2 separate regions of the Zea mays genome follow, and region 2 is linked to region 1. The links are chromatin contacts, called in public Hi-C maps. All regions are on one chromosome and are shown on one strand. The core of a region is the stretch at or near the end of the contact, and the rest is flanking DNA. Distances in the headings are between cores, read along the strand shown.

The links. Hi-C and Micro-C count contacts between places; a contact is called where the count stands out from the background.
Region 2: a Hi-C map of ear shows a contact between it and region 1, with 2.9 times the contacts expected there. The contact joins the promoter of LOC100193362 here to the promoter of LOC100282772 in region 1. A contact is called at or near these places in 2 of 25 Hi-C or Micro-C datasets (ear and tassel).

Annotation. Positions count from the first base shown.
Region 1 is chr10:76,832,364-76,836,042 of Zm-B73-REFERENCE-NAM-5.0, reverse strand. LOC100282772 (40S ribosomal protein S3-like) reads right to left here and starts at 1,579. Exons shown (of 5, transcript NM_001294268.1): 1 at 1,475-1,579; 2 at 1,075-1,394; 3 at 61-115. The coding sequence starts at 1,504. LOC111590385 (small nucleolar RNA snoR143) reads right to left here and starts at 822; the gene lies at 653-822. It overlaps LOC111590384 (small nucleolar RNA snoR143), which reads right to left and starts at 477; the gene lies at 309-477.
Region 2 is chr10:77,637,776-77,641,454 of Zm-B73-REFERENCE-NAM-5.0, reverse strand. It overlaps LOC100193362 (acyl-CoA-binding protein), which reads right to left and starts at 1,984. Exons shown (of 4, transcript NM_001309876.1): 1 at 1,865-1,984; 2 at 1,159-1,276; 3 at 149-211; 4 at 1-4. The coding sequence starts at 1,876.

The DNA of each region.
Region 1 (3,679 bases), core at 330-2,829:
TGTCGAGATGCATTCACTAACAAATGAACATGTTCTCAGGAAGTACAAAGGAACACTCACCTCACAACCCTTGGCACCACTCTCCATAACATAACGAAGAACACCGTAGCAAGCCCTGGCCAGGAAACACGCGTGTCAGTAGCGGGAACTGGACTAACTGTAAAACTTGACAACTCACATATTAAAATCCTAGGCATCATTCTATTATCCAAGAAAAGCATATTAGCGGAAGCCACAAATCGATAGCATATAAAGAAAGACAAAGGAGAGAAGAAAATTAATGAGGCGAAGATAACCATTTGTATCAACAATGTGAGATAGAATTAGTAGACAAACAGCAGAAAGATTGTTCATCTGTGGATCCATCTCTCAACGGTTGTCTGGCCGCCGCTGCTACAAGAGCAGCATTTCCTCTATGCACCAACTTAAGTACACACCATCATAAAAGATGGCAGGTAAAAATAAATATAGGTGCAAAAAGAGAAAAAAAATGTACCTAATATATTCAGATAACTAGTAAACGTCAGCGATGAAACAATATTTGTAAACCATGAAATTATTACAGTCAGCACATTTACTATAGAAATAAGACCACTTAGGCCAATAAAGTTGTAATCTTGGTTTCTGAGCTATTGGGTCTGCGGAGATTAAGAAATGTGAGACAGATTTAGTAGACAAACAACATGATATTAGTCATTTATCTGTGGATCTGTCTCATCGGTTGTCTGGCCGACGCTGCCTGAAGGAGCAACATTTCCTTTATGCACCAGTACAATATCCCACCAACAAGGACTGAAGGCAGAACATAAATCACAGGTGCAATGTCTCGATTTGGAAGTATGAGTCGAGTAGAAAGCCATCTTATAACCAGATTATAAACGATTTATAGGCTTATCATCTCCTAATAATACCAATGTTTGATATTTACAGGTAATATTCGCTAGCTACAAATCAATTTTCACCTGCCTAGGCGCCACCTGGATGCAACTAAACGCAAGCATATATGAACTAGCAACCACATCAAAATTAGCAAATTACAGCTAGCAGAAGGAACGGGGTCTTGTCATGTTGTACCTGCGGACGGCAAGGCCACCGAGGAGCTTGTAACGGAGGGACTCGGCCTGCGCGATGGCACAGAGCCCACGGTTGACGACCTTCTCGGCATAAAGCTCAACGCCATTCTCAGGGAAGTTGAACCTCTTCTGGACGACGGAGGTGAGCTCCCTGATCCTACGGCCCTTCTCGCCGAGCACGTTCTGCGTGCGCGTGGCGCGGATGATGATCTCCGTGCGCATCGGCGTGACGCGCACCTCCACGCCAGAGTAGCCGTCCTCCGCCAGCTCCCGCGTCAGCATCTCATTGAGCTCGGCGTAGAAAACACCGTCGCTGACGAACTACAAAACCGAGCACCGAGGTCAGATCCATCGACGCACGGGGGGGAGGGGAGCACTGCGGTTAGGAAGCGCTCGCGTACCTTCTTCTTCTTGCTGATCTGGGTCGCCATGGTTGACGGATGAAGATGGGGAGCTCGCTCCGGCGGCGGAGGCGAGCAGGCGAGAGCTCTAGGGTTTTGAGCTAGTGGGTTGGGAGGGGAGCGGCGGCGCGACAGGAAGCGGCGAAGGGGAGCGGAGGAATTTATAGCTGGGGCGCCGGGTAGGGTTTGGATATGCGCCTTCAGGCTGGGAGAGGCGAGCAGAGAGCGGTTAGTGGGCCTTTCATGCACATTTTACGGATACTCGGTGTCTCGGTGTGACTGCGGCTATTGGCCCTCAAGGCCCGTCATAATGATTTTTCCGGTTAGGACTCAGAAATTAGAGAAAAATGACTTGATATTAATTTAAATTCACTTAATCCCGTTTAATTTAACGAACAGACCGGGTTCCGTATTTTCTAAAAAAAGATAGCGGGTTATGTGTAAATCCTAACAAGTGGGACTAAATTGAAACAATTGCGAGGAAAATTCAGTTCGGGGGAGTATCAAACATTTCGGAAGATTTTTTATAATCTAAGACTCGAAATATGTGGCTTTATAAGGAAATAACGTAGCTAACTTCAACTTTGTCGAAGCAGTGTAAATAATGCTGTGCTCTTTAAAAAATAGACTTTGACCCTTTAAAATTTAAATTTATTATCTTATAGAAATTTAAAAGATTTCGACTCACCGGTCATGATCATAATACTCACAAGCCAGCTTTTAAATTTATATAAACTGGTGAAATTTAAGTTTTAAGTGAACAAAGTCTAAAAGAATCAAACAACACAACGTTATTTGCGTTGTTTTGACTAAAGTTGCATCGTCGAAGTCACCTGTTCAGAGTCATAAATGATCAAAAATCTCAACGTCCCTTTGCCATCTCGTTCATTGTCAGCCGTCGTATGCCCAATATACAATAGCTTGATCTGGTTAAGTTTTAGCACTAGATAGCTTAAACGAGACCCAAAAGTTATTTAGGACAAACCCTACTCACAAAATTATTGAATTAAAAGTGGTTTTGGTAGCGTTTGAATGCATCATACCCTAAAGAATAAGGTAGTTAGACCATTGAGTATGATCCGCCTATGAAATGGTAAAAGCAGATATGATCGTCGAACCCTAGAAATAGGGTCATCGAACCATTGCCTCTGAGTCCAACATTGTTCGAAACCAAACTAAAGAGGTTCTAGTTGAATCGGATTGCTCCGATAGATGTCATCGAACCGGCTGTAGCAGTGGGGTGCCACCAGATATTCATATTAGTTAATTTTTATGGATAGTTTATAAAAAATAGCTAACTTTTATTGATAGTTTATAAAATAGCTAATCTATCATTTAATAAAAGTACGTATTGCAGATAAGTTAGTTATTTTTATTAGTAAATTAAAACTATATATCGCTTTGATCTTTAATTTATATCATTATATAATCTACTTGTTTAAGCTTTGCAAAACTCACCCAACCAAATCAGCCTCACACTCATAATTTCTACTAAATTTAAAAAAATGCACTCAAACTAACATATCATCAAAACCAACGGTTCGTATAGCTGAGTAACAACATCTCGCTTCATTCAAATTCAATGGACAACTAGTACAATGCTCATACGATGCGTCGGCACAAAAGAACAAAATATTACACTTTATCTTAGCCAAAATGTCTAGAAAATATGAGTTGAAAAGAAGTATGTCCCTTTTTATAGCTCTTTCCATCGCTTTGTCGTCCTTTAAAGCTAGCGGGGTGATGTTATATAAGAGTGTTGCGCTGCGAGCAGCCTGTCCTATGGTTTCTCATAGCTCTATATGGAGTAACGGCACACTAATGGGAGATTAGATGTTTTTCATGGCCCAATGGTAGGGGAAGGAAAATAGATCTACGTGTTTGGCGCGTGACACGGGACAATCGTCGAATAGTAGTAGAGAAGATATATTATTTAGATCATCTATCATCGCTACTATCCCTCTCCCTCACACGCGACTCCACCATCCTAGCCTCCCCTCTCTCCTCCCGCGTGTCCCATCGCTGCTATCGACCCATCTCATCTCCTTCTTTTCAGGATCGTAGTGTTAACATGAGTTATATGCTAGTGGAAAGAAATTAGAGAAATATGTATTATGTTACTATTACACATGGCAGGAAGCAGGGGACGTGACCCATGCAGTTGCGAGTTGCGACTTGCCACACGACGCATGCGACATAGGTGGG
Region 2 (3,679 bases), core at 735-3,234, 810 kb before region 1:
TTGCCTGCCAAGATCTCAAGAGTCTGAGCAAGAAGTACTGTAATACCTTGTGATGCTATTGGAATAGATACATCCATGTAGAACACTAGTATTGTGGTAAAAAAAATTTAAACAGCCCAAAATACAACGATCAGATGAGTGTATGAACCTTCAACAGCCTTCCAGGCATCCCACTTGGCCCTGTCCTTTTGGTAGAATATGCCCGGACGATCTTCAAAAGTTTATTAACGAACAAACATGTAAGCACAGCTGTGTTAAAAAATATATACTATTGTAAACAGAAAAGATGCGCAGATAAGTTTTTCAACAGACACTATCATGGTCCCATGAGTTAATGGCAACTGGTCGAACAGACTAGAGGTTCATTTAGTACAACGCAAACAGAGCATAATCATGACTTGGTTACAACTGACATATGGAAGAAAAAACACATTTGAGTGTTTTGAACTATATAATGATATGAACATTACATTTTTTTAACTCTATGTTAAGTTACTCAGCCAAACCCTATGAACCTGAATTTACCATTCAACTGCATCTCGGTGCAGCAAATTTCATCAGTAAATAGATGTTGCAGGACAGAGCATAGAAATCTACAATTCAGTATTAGTTGAACCCCAAGAGGTTGGTCAACATCTAATACATCCCTGTTCCATTACTGCTGAACTTCTGTTGCTATGTACTACATAAACAAGCCCTAGAATCATGGTCAAAATTTGTTGTCCAAACTTGGGAAGAAATAAAAAGATATTACAGTAAATATGTTCATCTTATTCTTTATAATACCGTCTTGTTTGCTTACTAGGATTTTGCCCGCATTTTATATTCTTAGGATTTCCCCCTATTTTATATTTTATCACGGATTCACAATACATATTCACCACTGTTCAGATTTCTAAATTAAATCGTTAAACTTCAAAAGCAAACTAGCAGGCCCTGCTGTTTAATTTATACAGAGGAAGCAAATCGTCAACCTTTCAGGGAATTCGTATTATGACACATAAAGTTATTAAACACTATCCATGCTAGGAATAGTTTTGAGCCATGACACTTAAATTGAATTAGGTTTCTGCAAACCAAGAGCTTCATCCACACACCAAACTTAGAAAGGGAACTGAAAAGAAGAGAACAAAATTAGCTGCGTGATTACATACTAACCGGTATTCACATCTCCAACCGTGGCTTGCTTGTAGAGCCCGTAGAGGATCAGCTTGTTCTCATTGCTCGTGCTCTCAGGCAAGGTCTTTGCCTTCTCAGCATGCTCCTCAAATTCCTCCTGCAACAGAGATACAGCTCATATTCCTAGGGGACCACGATTGCAATACTATGCTAAACTATTTCACAAGGTAAATCTTTCATGCAAACCATTTTAAGCAATCCAGACTTTGACCCACGCGCTTCGCCACTCTATTTCTCTATAGAATTATATGGAAAACCGATAAGTCGCAAAATACTTAAAACAAACGGGGAATTTTCCATCTTACATCCAAAGGCATGATGAACCGCTCGAGAGTTAGGGCGGCGCAAAAGCATTGGATCCCCTCTTAAGCATGAACATAAAGGGTACAAAGAGCCAACAGTCTGAATCCACCAGATCTTGGCTACGCATACAAATCTAGATGGAAAATAAGACCACGCAGCAGCGGATTTGAAGTCTAGATCGTTTCTCTGGAGAACCTAAAAACGAACCTCGTATAGACACTACTGTGGGTTGGGGTACAGTGCAAGAATCGAAACGGAACTGGAGATTCAGAACCAAATGGAAACAAAGAACCAGTCTTGGTGACCATCAGATGAATAAACGTTCGATCTTCAACAAGCGAGTAGCAGAATATGGCGATTTAGAGAGTGATGAGCCGTGTACCTGCAGACCCATGGCTTGGTTTCAGGATTGTTTTCCTTCGGCCTGGTCTCTTCTCGGTTTTAACGACGACGACTGGCGACTAGATCGGATCCACTTGTTATATAGAGCGATACTGGAGTCATTATGCAGTGAGAAACCCCCTGTTTCCAGATTTAATTATGCAGGAGCCCCTGTGTTGAGCAAAGTTTTGAAGATGGTCCTTGAATAATTGTAGATTTTTTTTAAAAAAAAGACAATGTCAGTAATGATAAGTTAGGAAAAGGACAAAATTATTAGTGTTACAGGTTACCGTAGTAGATCGTGTAAAATAGAAATTTTGCATTGTAGATTACACTGTTTATAAAATAAAATTCGAAATAAGAAATGAGATAAGTGGTGAAATATGATAGCTGTTGTAGACCTAAGGTGCCTTTGGAATATGAAAGTTTTCTCTATTTCTTGAGTTTACTACTATGAAAATCAATTGATTTTAAAAAAATTCTGGATACGTTTTAGAGGGTCCTTAGCTTCATTCACGGATGCACCAGAAAAGGTCTATGAGAGAATGAGGAAGCATCGCTGATTCAGTGACACTGTGACAGTAGTGTGCATCAGTTCCACAGTAAACTGCTTGTACATGGAGGCAATGAAAGATAGGACCTGACCTCTAATCAATACTCATAATTGGAAAAGTGAAGGTATATGTTTGGTAGAGATTTATTACCGGAAACAAATTAATATAGATCTGGAATTCAATATAGAGCAGTTTTTTTTTACAGTAACACAGAGCAGTTTTACCATGGATCTAAGATCCATCCTGGACCTGAGAAAACTGTTTAACTAACGTAGCATTCATCACGAACAGAGGAGCAGCCAGAAGCTTCTACTCCTACCCAAACCCCAACAGTTCATCAGTTCAATAGGGATCTGGGCGAGCATTTCAACTCAAGACAAACACGAATAGCAGTTAGCTGTGTTTTTTTACCTATGTATGGTCCATGGGCCATGGCCATCCGGTCCCAAAAAGATGAGAATGAGATGCTGGTGAGCATAGCAGGCGGACCAGCATGGGAGTAGGATGCTTCGAAGCTGGTGGCAGTAGGATATGCTCGCTCGGATGGAACCGCCCAAGTGGGCAAATTAATAAATGGCTGTGAAATATATGATGCTCTAAAAAGACCAAACTAGATGCCAGTTCCATGCCAGCGTCCCCCATTCTACGGTTGCGACCAAATTAAGCGTTATTCGATCTACTGGAAAAAAAAGGCAGGTGTTTTTTTATAACAAAATCAGAATATAAAACATGACAATCTCAATTATCAAACAACATGAATACAAACACAGAAATTTCCGCGTGGGACATGTAATTGGCTTCAACACACCGCTAACTTGAATTTTTGGCTGAGTACCATTATGAAAACAAGATCTTTGACGGTAGCACACGATCCCTATTAAGATACCATTTTCACTAGAAATCTAGAATTTAAGAGAGAACATTTTTCAAAATGGAAATGGTTGTTCGTGACCTTGTCCTCTCCATTGCAGCGCTTCCTCTCCGCATCCCATTCTCGTCTATGAAACCTGCCATTCTCAATCTCACTAAGAACAAAATCCTAGAGGACGTCAAAATGTCATCACAAATAGGGATGAAGCATGGGGTCATCATCGAAGGTCTTGAATATGTCATGGGTACTCGAAGGTGTAGGACTGGTAAGACGACCAGAGGGGGTGAATGGGAGTTAATCAGATTTTTGTCTCTAAACACTGAAAATTAACACTTTACTTCAATTGAGATGAAACAAGTGCTCAAACCATAAACACATCAGCGAACGAGTG